Linked DNA regions of Zea mays: all the other regions are linked to region 2. The links are chromatin contacts, called in public Hi-C maps. All regions are on one chromosome and are shown on one strand. Each heading gives the region's core, a stretch centred on a gene start, on an enhancer-like site or on the middle of the called end of the contact. The rest is flanking DNA. Distances are from core to core; before and after follow the strand shown. Region 1 holds the start of LOC100278970. Region 2 holds the start of LOC100382068. Region 3 holds the start of LOC100191600.

What was found. A called contact is a pair of places that touch in the nucleus more often than the background predicts.
Region 1: a contact with region 2 is called in a Hi-C map of leaf, with 4 times the contacts expected there. The contact joins the promoter of LOC100278970 here to the promoter of LOC100382068 in region 2. A contact is called at or near these places in 6 of 25 Hi-C or Micro-C datasets (bundle sheath, ear, endosperm and 2 more).
Region 3: a contact with region 2 is called in a Hi-C map of leaf, with 7 times the contacts expected there. The contact joins the promoter of LOC100191600 here to the promoter of LOC100382068 in region 2. A contact is called at or near these places in 9 of 25 Hi-C or Micro-C datasets (bundle sheath, ear, leaf and 2 more).

What each region holds. Positions count from the first base shown.
Region 1 is chr1:143,346,515-143,350,629 of Zm-B73-REFERENCE-NAM-5.0, forward strand. LOC100278970 reads left to right here and starts at 1,264. Exons shown (of 4, transcript NM_001152063.2): 1 at 1,264-1,533; 2 at 1,614-1,696; 3 at 1,775-1,977. The coding sequence starts at 1,319. It overlaps LOC100274631, which reads right to left and starts at 2,654. Exons shown (of 1, transcript NM_001365149.1): 1 at 1,989-2,654. The coding sequence starts at 2,593. The coding sequence ends at 2,210.
Region 2 is chr1:143,152,698-143,157,450 of Zm-B73-REFERENCE-NAM-5.0, forward strand. It overlaps LOC100382068, which reads left to right and starts at 2,104. Exons shown (of 2, transcript NM_001366767.1): 1 at 2,104-2,332; 2 at 2,406-4,753. The coding sequence starts at 2,302. The coding sequence ends at 4,240.
Region 3 is chr1:143,020,715-143,025,412 of Zm-B73-REFERENCE-NAM-5.0, forward strand. It overlaps LOC100191600, which reads left to right and starts at 1,861. Exons shown (of 4, transcript NM_001137029.2): 1 at 1,861-2,085; 2 at 2,822-4,205; 3 at 4,298-4,444. The coding sequence starts at 3,014.

The sequences.
Region 1 (4,115 bases), core at 14-2,513, 190 kb after region 2:
CGGGGAAGAAGCTACTAGCAAATGGGCCCCGGACACCACTAACTTGTTGTTTTTTCGCGCGGTGAATGGGGTGGCTGAAGTGCGGGTCCCACGAGCTAGAGACGTGAAGCGTGAGACATTGGCGGGTGGGTCGCGAAGTCAGTGATGCGAGCGAATTGTGAAACTGGCCTAACGGCCCCACCTGCTCGAGCGCACCTCACGCAGATGACTAAGCAGGAGGCCCACCAGGCAGAGGAATTTGGCCAGCGCACGATAGTGACTGATCGGTGGGGTCTCCAAGTCAGCAGACGCGCGGCTGGAGTACTGCTGGATCGCACTGGTGATGCGGTTCTGGGCCGGAATGTAGGTTTCGGCCCAGACAAGGTAGTCTCTCTCTATATATATTTTTTATTTTCATTTTTTCCTGTTTTCTTTTTCTTGTTTTATCATTTCTCCTATTTCAAATATAGTTTGAACACCCAATTAAATGCACAATCAACAAAAAAGGCTCCGCATGCAATGCATGGTTGATTTTACTTATATACCAATTATTCATTTAGTCAAATGCCTCATATGCAACCCTTAGAGAATAGAAATGGTTATCTAATAATATTAACTCCTCGTGTAGAACTTTCATTAAGAGATGTTGTTTTTTAAAAAATATAGTTTAACAAAAAGTGGATAAATTAACTCATTTGGTGTAATATTTTATTAGAAAATATATTTACTTTGGGATAAGTAACTTGAAAGGTAATAAGATACTTATTAAAAGATATTTCAATTTAAAACTTTTAAAAAACTTTTATAAATCCTAAAATATAATTTTAGGGTGTTATACGTTGTCATCGCTAGTTCAGCGAGCCATACTCGAGTGCACTTGATACTTGATCGGTAAAGAAAGCGGGAAGTTTATGATGATATACGAAACTTACAAGCCACGTGTCGTCATAGGGTTACGTCGATCCGAACTAACTGAGAAAATGAAAAAGGATATCCACCCGAACGTTGTTGCTTGGAAGCTTCAGGTTTCGGCACCAGCATGCTAGCATGTCTGCTATCCGTCTCACAATCCACACATGACACCGCATCCCCTTTTGCCTTCCCAAGGCTATATCTGATCCGGAAATCGACTGCCTTTGACGTGCACAGATCATTCACCCTAACTTCACATCCAACAATTCCTTGCAAGCTAACGAATGGACACGCTTTCAATCCTCACGCCGTTGCGCGTGGCGAGGTGTCCATGTTGTACATATACGCGCTCGTTCCACGTTGTTGATCGATGTGCATAAGGACCCAGCGATCAGGAGCTGACTGTTTTGTCCTCCAGCAATCGGCCATGTCGTCCCTGGTCAGGTCGTTCGGGTCTCTCTACTCCCAGAAGCTCCGCTCCACCACCCGTCTCGGATCCGCGACGGCGGCGCCACCGCGTTTCCAGGCGTTGGTCCGATCGGGATTCTCGGGCTCCAGCCACGGGGGAGACGTGAGACGTCCGCCGGCTCGGCCGAGCCAGCATCAGTCTCAGGACAAGGAGCGGACGCCTTTCTTCATCTTGTGATTGCTCGACTGTTCTGTCCGTTGTACAGTTATTAGTGGGTCCCGGTGCGGCTCCTAATTCCTCTGCTGCACTGCAGGGCAAGGCTGGCCGTCGGTTCTATTCTTGCTGCTGCAGCGCCAATGCTGCATTCCAGATGGGCGTCGTTCCTGCTGATTCAGAGTAGAGCAAAGAGCCCTGTACCGCGCGCCGCGAAACTCTGCACCGATGCAAAATTTAACTCTGCGCCGATGCCATCAGGTGAGGTGGATATGGTGAAAGACACGGCGGAGGTAGTGGCGGAGGCCGTCGAGGACGCGGCCACCGTCGCAGAGAAGGTGTCGTCGGAAGTGGCCGAGCAGCTGCCCGAGAACGGGAGGCTGAGGACAGCGGTCGTGCTCCTGGAGCACGCGTCCAAGGAAGTCGCCGAGGAGGCACACCTTGCACAGAACATCATCCACAAGGTACACACCAGCTTGCAGTGTCATATGTTTGCTTGCGGAGCATAGAAACAACTCCCGTTCAGAAAATTGATAGGATTACACATCCTCATCTCTGTCTCAGACCTCTAAATGACAAACAAACAAATAAATAAATAAACAATGGATCGTAAAACAGAGCAAACAGAGGGCATCTATCAACAACAGCAGAGCGGCTCAGGTGCAGCTGCAGCTCCTCAGATCCACTTCCGGATGTCTAGAACACGACGGCGGCGGCTGCCACAGCGCCGGCGATGGCGACGAAGCTGATGGCGGAGGCAGATGCGGCTGTGCTCTTCTCCGTGACGGGCGCGGCGGCCGGAGTCAGAGCGGAGGCTCCCGCCGGGGCCATCGCGTCGCCAAATCCCGCACCGGCGGGGCTCGTGGCTGGAGCGTCGGCGGAGGGGGCGGACGCCGGCGACATCGTGGGAGGCGAGGGCGGGGAGGCCATGGGGGCCCTGGTCGGCGGCGGCGGGAGAGGGGCCATCTTGGGTGGCGCAGGGGCTGGGGCGCGCTTGGGCGACGCGGCAGGGGCCTGCGCCGTGGCCGCGACGGCAAAGAGGGCGAGGAGAGCAACGAGGACGGCGGCGACGCGGGCCATCGATCTCACCAAGTGACAGTGACTTCCTTCCTGGATTGTATAGTTAAAAAAACTTGGCGATGAGAGAAGGCCGCACGCGACGCCGTATTTATAGGCGAGGCGGCAGTGGCCGCTGGGTTCGTTTTCAAATACTTTCGGGTACTTATTAGCCGTTGGCCCTGGTTGCTTGTGTCCAGTGCAACGGCGGCACACGACGGGCCACCGGAAGCAGCTCGTGAATCGTGATAGGACATGGGACCGTGACGTCGTGCGCAACGGCTAGTTGTGCGTGAGCCAGGGCGGCCGGATCCTCGACGGACGGCGAAGATGGCCCTCTTCGCAGTCGGCCGTGGCTAAGGCCAGCTAGCCGTTGCGTGTCGTGCATAAAAAAGCCGCTGTCCCTGGCCGGCTTTCAAGCGAGGAGGCCAACCTGCTAGACTGGCAACGGAAGCCAAATGATGCCTGCCACGACGCCGCCGCACCGAAGCGCGCCCCCGGTGAATGCATAGTGTTGTGTTCAAAAGCAATCGTGTCGCCAGTCACGCAATGCTCTTTGTTTGGAAGTAAGATAATTGAAGGGCTATAATAATTTCCTAAACACGTCCTTAGAGAGGACACGTTTTTGGTAGGCTGCATATAGAGATGGCAACGGGTACAAACCCGATGGGTTTTGCCGTCCCAAACCCGTACCCGTGAAAAATATCTATGCCCATTAAAAAACCCGTACCCATGACGGGTTTGAGATTTTTCCCAAACCCGTACCCATCGGGTTAGCGGGTACCCATGGGTTACCCGCGGGTTTCATCTCCAATATACTTGTTCTTCTCATAATCAATAAGTATCATAATGATTAATGATATCATGATCCAAAATATATGTAATGAACAACAAGTTCATGATTTGGTATAAATATTATTAGTATAGAGAATAAAATACAAATAATAAGTTGTATAATTAAGTGACCTTGCACTAAGTTATCCATCCACCACATATATAACACTAGTAAAAACTATAATAGCAAGCAAGCAACACTCTAACCGACTACTGATATATTCACCAATTGATAAAAATTATGAAGTAAATAAGGAATAACAAGTTTGTTGTTCGTTTATAAAATAAAATGACAATATGCACTAGGTTTGGTCGGGTTTAAAAAACCCACGGGTTCACGGGTTTGGGTACTATAGGAACAAACCCGTACCCATAAACCCGCCGGGTATAGATTTATGCCCATTAACAAACCCATGGGTATGAAAATTGACCCAAACCCGTACCCTAATGGGGTAAAAACCTATCGGGTTTCGGGTTTCGGGTACCCATTGCCATCTCTAGCTGCATATGGCCGGTCAGGCCGGTGAGATAACGTATGCTTGTTTAGTTACTTGTCTATGTATCTGGACACTGACAGACGGTATTTGATTGGTTATATGTCAGTGGTCACCTACACTGCGGGATGAAGTATCTAGCCCCGAGCCAGCTACGGAGAAACGAGTTTATTTTTTTATCTCGGGAACCAGGCTCAGGCTAGCCTGTTTGGAGCGGC
Region 2 (4,753 bases), core at 854-3,353:
ACTAGAGGTGCGGATGTGGTTTGGTGGTGACGCGTCTTGTCGTGCTGACGCGGTTCAATAGTATCAGATCGACCCTTCCCCTTCACAAGTTTGCTCGGCATGGGACCTGATCGTCATCTTTGCCACGTAGCATTGCTTGGCAGAGGGTTGGTCGCCGCGTCCGCCTCGCGAGGTTGCTCGGCAGCGGGTCGGTCTGCTACTCCGCCTCGCAGGGATGCTCGACCGAGGACCGACCACCACCCCGCCTTGTGGGGTTGCTCGACAGCAGGTTGGTTGGCTACTCTGCCCCTAGGGATGCTTGGTAGAGGACTTAGTCGTCCGCTCCACCTCACGGGGTTGCTCGGCTGAGAACCTGGTCGTCCGCTCCGCCTCGCAGGGTTGCCTGGCAGAGGGTTGGTCGTCTGCCCTGCCTCGCTGGGTTGCCTGATAACGGGCTATCGGCTACTCCGCCTCGTAGGGTTGCTCGGTAGAGGATCGCCTACCTGCCCCGCCTCATGGGGTTACTCGACAGCAGGTTGGTCGGCTACTCCGCCTCACAAGGTTGCTTGGCAAAGGACCTGGTCGTCCGCTCCGCCGCGCAGGGTTGCTTGGCCGAGGACCTGGTTGTCCGCTCTGCCTCGCAGGGTTGCTCAGTAGAGGGTCGACCAGTCTGCGAGTGGGCCGTTTAAGAGGTTTTGGTGCTTCCTTTGGGCACCCGGTTCCTGGGTACTCGACATATATTATTTGAGAATTTTTAAATCTAGGATTTAGGTAGTATAATTATGCATAACTATTGGAGTTGTTTTTAGGGATGATTCAATGTATTCCATTTTACCAAAAAAATAATTTCTACTCTTGCCACTCGACTTCAAGCGCAATAATTCAATATATTTTAGGATAAATTTAATATTTTAAAATTGGTATGTATATAATTTGATGCTAATTTTTAGTTTTGTATATTATTGGCTCTCTACAATAACAATAACAGAAAGATCATCCGGATTTGAATTCACATCCGTATCTGAATTTAATATCTATGAAGATATAGAACAAATTTAAGATTTACTTTTCTTAATTTGCATAGCAGATTCTATGCCTATTTATTTGTAATGGAGAAAAAATAATACAAAGTTTTAACATTGAAATAAGTATCTCGATTCATCATAAAATCTATATCTATATCTATACTACTCAATTAAGAATCTAATGTGGGAGCATCTGATCACGTCCGCGTATATAAAAAAATAATGCAAAGCGAGCACTGAAACCCATAACCCCTTGCTCTAGAAATGTGAGGCTAACCATGTAACATGTAGCTTAATATTTAAAAATAATAATAATTTTATTTGAATAAATATTTCAATACCTATTTATAGATATATAAAAATTGTAGCGAAGCACTCGCTAGTTACTATATTAGTTACTATATTAAAAACCTAATATGGACATCTCATGCTACCCTGGGGCTTTACTCTCCCTACGCCTAACGCCTAACGTCCGTACAACACGTACAAAAAAATACTACAAAACGAACACTAGAATTCACGCCATCTTACTCTAAAAATTTAGAGCTAGCCATTAAACCATTTGTACTATAATATTTAAAAATAAATAATAATTATGTTTGTAGTCTAGCGGTCCCTCTCCCACTGCACCTAGAGATGTCCAAACGGGCCGCCCGGCCCGGTCCGGCCCGGGCCCGGTGAAGCCCGGCCCGTTTTAGGCCCGGCCCGCCAGGCACGATTAAAAAACCGGGCCGGGCCGGCTAAGCACGCGGGCTCAATTTCTTGTCCGAGCCCGGCCCGCAACGGGCCTAAACGGGCCGGGCCGGCCCGTTTAGCTCGAAAAAACGGGCCGAAAAGCAGGCTATGCGGGCCGAAAAGCACGTTTTAGTGTAAAAAAAGCGGGCTTAACGGGCTTAGAGCTAAACGGGCCGTGCCGGGCTAGCCCACCGTGCCTAATTTCCTGTCCGAGCCCGGCCCGCTTATTCGTGCCGGGCCGACCCGGGCCCGCATATAACTGGGCCGTGCCGGGCTCGGACCGGGCCCAAAAAGCGGGTTTCGTGCCGGGCTCACGGACCTCGTGCTTATTGGACATCTATAACTGCACCCCGTGGCAAGAGCACAGACGTAGTTAATGATGAAGTTGGCGATTCTTTGCATCGAAGCATCCAGCCGAGGAAATCAACGGTTACAATTGGATGGTTGGTCCGACCACAATCAATCTTAGTCGCACAACGCGCCTCCCTGCTCCAGTTTTCCATTCCTTGCGCCCCCTTCAGATCCGATCTGATCCACGCCGGCGAGACACCGGAGGACCGCCATGACGCTCAGCCTCCGTCGCAAGCAGCTCGGTAAGCCCCAAGTCCCTGACTCCATTGTCCGTGTCTGTACAGGCTCTAATCCCGCTCACTGCCTCTGATCCAGATGTTATCGTGCGGATGCTGCACCTGAACCAGCAGCAGTTGCCGAACGGCGGCGAGGGACAGGGAGAGGACGATGCGTACAAGATCCTGGTTATGGATCCGCCCTGTATCTCCATCCTCTCGCCTGTGCTCAAGCTCGGCGACCTCCGCCACCAAGGTGTCACCCTCACCCTCGCCATCGATCGTCCGCGGCAGGCGGTGCCCGATGCGCCGGCCGTCTACTTCGTCCGGCCCACCCCCGGGAACGTGGACCGAGTAGCGGCCGACGCCGCCGCGGGGCTCTACGGGTCTTTCCACGTCAACTTCTCCACCTCCGTCCCGCGACCCCTGCTGGAGCGCCTCGCAACCGCCTGCGCCGCCGCTCCGCCCGCGTGTGCGGGCCGCGTGGCGCGCGTTGCTGACCAGTACATCGACTTCGTCTGCATCGAGGATGACCTCTTTTCGCTAGCGCAGCCCCGGGCCTACGTCGCACTCAACGACCCCGCCGCTGCCGACGCCGACATCACTGCCCTCGTCGACGCCGTCGCGCTGGGCCTCTTCTGCGTAGTCGCCACGCTCGGTGTTGTGCCTGTCATCAGTTGTGCGCGCGGCGGGCCAGCGGAGATGGTGGCCGGCGCCCTCGACGCCCGGCTCCGCGATCACCTACTCGCCAAGCCCAACCTCTTCACGGAGGCTGCATCTGCCGCTGTCACGTCATTCCAGCGCCCTGTGCTGTGCCTCTTCGACAGGAATTTCGAGCTGTCTGTAGGGGTGCAGCACGACTGGAGCTACCGCCCATTGGTGCACGACGTGCTTGGCTTGAAGCAGAACAAGCTGAAGTTGCCGGCAGAGAAGTACGAATTGGATGACTCTGATAAATTCTGGGTGGCAAACAGCTGGTCTCCATTCCCCAAAGTTGCTGAGGAAATCGAAGCGCAGCTTGCCAAGTACAAGCAGGATGTGGATGAGGTGAACCAGCATACTGGTGGTGGCAAGGTTGGGGTTGAGTTTGATGGTACTGATCTAATTGGCAACACTAAGCATCTCATGAATGCGGTGAACTCACTGCCAGAACTGACAGAGCGGAAGAATATGATTGATAAGCACACCAATATTGCAACATCTTTGCTTGGGCATATCAAGGAGAGGTCTCTGGATGGATACTGCAGCTGTGAAAATGATATGCTTGTGAGTGGCACTGTCGACCGGAATACACTGCTGAGTCTCATCAGAGGGAAGGGTACCAAGGAAGATAAGCTTCGGCTAGCTGTGACCTACCTGCTGTCCTTTGCGACACCACCATCATCTGAGCTGGAGCAGGTTGAGGCCGCTCTGCGGGAATCGGAAGTTGACATGTCTGCATTTCAGTATGTGAAGAGGATAAAGGCATTATTGAATACCCAATTTGCAGCTGCCTCAGGCACAGCAACTAAGAGCAACATCGTCGATTGGGCAGAGAAGCTGTATGGGCAGTCCATTGGCGCTGTGAAGAATCTCTTGTCAGATAGTAGGCAGCTGGCCTTGACAAGAACAGTTGAAGCTCTTATGGAAGGGAAACCAAACCCAGAGGTGGATGACTACCTTTTGTTTGATCCACGGGCTCCTAGGTCAGGAACTAGTGGGCAGTTTAAAGGACCCTTCAGAGAAGCCGTTGTTTTCATGATCGGTGGTGGAAATTACATTGAGTACAAGAGCTTGATAGAGCTAAAGCAACGCTCACAGCCTTCCAAACATGTTATATATGGTGCAACAGAAATTCTTAGTGGGGCCGAGTTTATTCACCAACTGGCAGAATTGGGGCAGAAAGCAGGGTTGGGTGGTGGCAGCAGCAACATACCACCAGGTTCAGCACAATAGGTAGGATGCTCTTACAAGACCTTTTAATGTTAAGGAGTGATTCGAGCTTCAGGGACTACGGTAAATACGCTCATACCCCACATTTTATTTTAAGGAGCGTTCCAGGCTGCATAGATTAGTGATATCAAATTTCATGAAAAGTTTATGCCCCTTCGATTGATTAGTTGTCAATACATAGCTTTGTTGTTTCAATTTGGGTTTTGATATTGCCCATGTATGACTATTTTTACTTTTCTGTACTCTATTTCCTTGCCCCCCTCCCTTTATTTTACTAAGAAATTTTTCTTGGAATTCTGTTTGCACACTCAAAGAAATCCGTTCATGAATATTTGTAACAGAAACCTAGTTCTGATGTTTGGATAATTTGATTTTGGTTGAAATCTTCATAGTTCCAGGCTGTTACATCTTTTACTTGTAGTGCAAGGCCATATGTGGGTTCTTGAAACCCCATATATATGACTAACCATCTCAATAATATGTATGCAGGGTGGCGTAATATATAAATTCATTTTG
Region 3 (4,698 bases), core at 611-3,110, 130 kb before region 2:
ACATTGAAAAATGATTAACAAATCAATTCTAAGCAATCAGGAAAAATGATTACACTGATTCAAATCAAATGATGTTAACTTCTATCAAGTTAACAGATCATACACATTGACTTGGTGCTACGAGTTGCTGAAGCATAATAATATGAACAATTGTCAACATCAAAAAACAAAAAAGGCATAGAGCACTCGGTACAAGGTAATGACATAAACACCTAAGCCTGCCTTGTATAAGGGATAGTATAACATTACTACAGGCTATGGAGACAAATGACACATGCTATGGTTTCACACATTAGGAACAGAGAAGGGGTGCACATACCTGGTGGGTGAGCGTCGCAGGCGGAAGTCCCAAAGGCCCGAGCACCGAGCGTAGGGCGGAGGCGACAACAACCATGGAAGGAGGAGATGGCGGATAGAAACCGAGGCCTAACGAAATACCAACCGAACCAATCCCGATGAATCCTAAACTGTTAGGGATAAGCGTGCATAAGTTAGTGCTCCTATTCCTTGCACGATGCAGCAATAAGCAATAGGGTGGTTGCGAGGAAAAACTTAAACGATCCGTCCGAGCAGCAAGGAACAGGGCACCTTACCTAGCAGCAAAGGGATTAAACCGGTAGAGATGTGGATTGAAACATTAATGTCTATTTGGATGGGGAGGCAGTTGCGGAGTTTGGTGGTGAGCGCATTGAAAACGGAGGTCGGCCAAGAGGTCATGGCGCGCCCACTCCTCTCCGTCGCGAATGTATGGCAGGGGCCTGCCATCAGAGTACCTGGCTTGCGAAGTGGCCGTGAGGAGCAGCTCATCCCACTTGGAAGCCTCGCGCTCGAGCCACTCGGCGCGGGCACACAGCGCGGCGACGTCGGCCTCGACATCGAAGAGGTGCGTGTGGAGGACGTTGGCCTCATTTGCGGCAGTGCCCGCGCTTCGTCCTAGCGTGACGTGATTGATGGTCGCGATGTCGGTCTCAGCAGCGTGTGGAGGAAAAAGCGTAGGGAGGCATCGAAGAGGTGCAATGTGATCGGTGGTCGCGATGTTATTGGTGCGAGCCCACGTCGTCGCCGTCTTGGTCGGTGCCGAGGAAGCGATGGTTGAATACGAGGGAGGGGGTCGCTGAGATAACGATGCTCGTGGGCGTGCAGGAGGAGCGCCATTGGTTTCTGTGTGCCGGTTGCGATGGTGATCAACAGTTGGAGATGATGGGGCAACTCTAGTTGAGGTGAGGGAGCGAGATCCTCGGCCCAGTTGCGGCGTCAGCTCTCTGATGGAGTGCGGGCCAGCACAGATGGAGCGCATGCCGAGTACGTGGGCGGCCCGGCGAGCGCAATGAAGCATGTGCGAGGATGAAAGGGAGCAGGGAGGAGGTTGGAAGGGGCGGGCGAGGCCAGGAAAGACAGAGGCGGGACATGCTGTAGGGGTGGACGTCCACATACGCTCTTATAGTGTAGTAGAGATTGATGGCTATGACTCCTAAAAGGCATTGAGTCGAGCATCGTATATAAAGAAGTAACAAAAAATGATATATTCTATAAATAAGATAGCTATAATATTGACACTTTCATAGGTCTATAGAATAATAACCGAGGTTACCCTTTTTAGAAGGACTAATAAATCTATAACTTGTCATCGCTTCCTATATATATTATAAAAATAAATAAAATAAAATACCAAAGACGACGGGAGTATTCTCCGACTCTCCTTGGTTGCGGCCGGCACCAAGTGGCTAGTGGGAGTGACGTCCGAATCAACTGTCACCGTGTGGCCACCGCGTGCGTGCTTGCCTCCACCACCAGCGCGACAGGCGCCAAGCATCCATGCTTGTCCTGTCTATTTCTACCGTCTCACCTCTCGTCCCGTCTTCTCCACGATGGGCCACGCCACACCACTGAGCACCCTTCCTCCCTGTTCTTGCCTCTGTCCTATACTACTACTACTACCCATCTTTAGCCGCCGCGTGCATGCAAGAAGAGAAATAGCCGCCGATCGATCAGCGCTCGACCGACCCGTCATCCTTGACGAACGACCAGCTAGGAAACAGGAGGCACCTTCTTTGCACGTGTCAGTGCCAGCCAGACGAACCCAAGGTGAGGCCTCGCTGTTCAGAACCCTTTAATGCCCCCCTCCTTTGTTTGGCGTGCCTCTGCTTCGTCTTCGTGGTATATAAATGCTTTCCCCTCTTCTGTGATCGCCTTTGTGCCTGCGCCATTGGGGCCTGTTTGGAGAGGGGGGTTGCCGTCCAAATCGAACCAGGCTCTGAACATCCGTAAAGCAACCCCCCTCTCCATTCCAAACAGGCCCTCCTGCCTCCGTTCCTGGTAAATCCTTGAATTCTCGTGCTCATCCGGGCCTTCTTGTTTGCTGTGTGTGTATGTAGACGTTAGCGCTTCTTCTTACATGGTTCTGAATTCTCATGTCGAATCGTTGTTTGCTAGTCTGTATTTTTTTTTCTGTGTGGTTGTGAATCGGACGAGAATGGGGAAAAAACGAAGGTGGTCAATTTTGTTTCCATCGCGAATCTGATGATCTTTTTCCCCACCCACACGGCTTGTTGTTGTTTGCGTCAGTAATGGAATAACTTTGGCTCTGTCATTGCATATCATTTTCAGCCGTCTGGCAGTTGAAGGGGAGTCCCGGTCTGCTCATTCTTTCGCAGTCTGATGATATATATGTATATTCTTTTGCGTTTGAAGGACTCCTGTGTGTTGTTAAATTAAACTGGTTTCCGCGTCCGTTAGGACTTAGGAGACCTCATCGCGTAACAGCCTTCCAAAAAAATAAAGAGAGCCCCCTTCTCAACCAGCTGCTGATTAATTGGTGCAGGGCTAGCTGTCAGGACGGCTCAGCTCCAGCTTTGCGGCCCTCCAGCTCTCCCCAGTTCAAGTTCAATATTGGCGAGCATGCGAGTTTGCCCTCTTCCGTCGTCGTCATCATCATCGTCCTCGCGATCCCGGCGTCCCTGTTTCGGCCTACGCCTCCCGTAGACAACAGTTGCGCCCTGCTCTCCGGCAAGCTATGGCCAAGCTGAGCTGCTTCCCCGCTCTGCTCCCCGGCAAGAGGAAGAAGAAGACACGCAAGATCACCGATGCTATCAAGGCCAGCGGCAACGAGTGCCCCAAGGTGAAGCCGGTCGAAGTCGAACTCATCGACCCGACGCTTGGTGCAGGCGTCGTCCAGGACGTCGTCCCCGCCGAGCTCTCGGTCCCCGTGGAGGACCGCAACAATAAGGAAGCGGCTGATCAACTGGTGTTGGTGAAGGAGAGCGATCTGTCAGATTTCGACTTCAGCTTCCACGCGGCCATGAAGCCCGTCCGGTCCGACAGTGACGTGGCACTGGACACCTCGGCCGACGCTGCGGTGGCGGACACATCGCCGAAGCTGAAGCGGTCTTGCTCCAACATCGAGACTAAGCGACCAGGCTCGCGTTCCGCGCCCGAGATGCCGGCCCGGTCGCGCTCCTACGGCGATCTGGGCAACCTGGTCGCCGGCCTCGCCCTGGACGCGACGGCGACCCCGCACGGCGCGCCGGAGGCCAGTCCGGCGTCCGTGAAGACGTCGCGCACTGCCGACCGCGTGATGCTGAAGAAGCGGTCGTCCAGCCAGGTGCTGCCCTCGCGCAGCCGGAAGCTCTGGTGGCGGCTCTTCCTCTGGAGCCACCGCAACCTGCACATGCCGCGGTCGGCGCGCACGGCCCACCGATCGTTCTCGCCTGGCCGCCACGACGGGTACACCTCGGACACGTTCGAGGAGGGCCCGGCCGCCGACCGCAAGAACAAGACGGTCATGGTCGACGAGTCGCCGCCAGCAGCGTCTGTGCCCAACCAGTGGGTCGCCTTCTGCGCCGAGAGCTCCATCCACGACCGCGTCAGCGCGTGGGTCAGCAGCATCGAAAGCGAGCCTCCGTTCGATATCGCCGAGGAGGATGACGACAACTACGACGGAGAGGACGATGAGGAGAATGGCGAGTGTGCGGCGTCGCAGCCGCGCCATCTCGAGCTCGGGGAGCCATCGTCCGGGAAGGGCGGAAACAGCAAATCCAAGCGCTGCGCAACGACGGCCGACGAGGTCGTCCAGGCCAACACCGTGGTGCAGTCCCTGAACGCCTTCTCGTCGGTGGCGCACATCTCAGGGATGGGCCTCAAGGTGGTGCCGATGATCGCGCCCTTCTCAACCCTCCGGGCCGTCAACCTCTCCAGCAACCTCATCGGTGAGCAGAGCACTAATTTAATGAACTGCTTATTACTCTTCAGTAACTAACTATCAGTAATTAACTATGAATAATTTGAGTTGCTGCTGCAGTTCATATCTCCCCTGGATCGCTGCCCAAGGGCCTCCACTCTCTTGATCTGTCCAGGAACAAGATTGCCAGCGTCGAGGGCCTCCGGGAGCTCACAAAGCTACGCGTGCTCAACCTCAGCTACAACAGGATTTCGCGGATTGGGCATGGTAAGCACGTGTCTCCATACTTGAGGTTACTGCTGCTTGTATGCACAGTGCACATGCACTCATAAAGATGCGATCTGAGTTTATCATCTTCCCGGCCGGTACAGTCTGTCGGTGTGGATCAGAGACTCCGAATCATTGAACAGGACAGGACATCCCACATTGCGGTACCAGTTCCATGTCTTGGCTTCGAGTGGCCAGCGGTGGACATAATTGTCTGGGACCGGTGCCGTTGAGATGACCCTGTCCTGATTCGT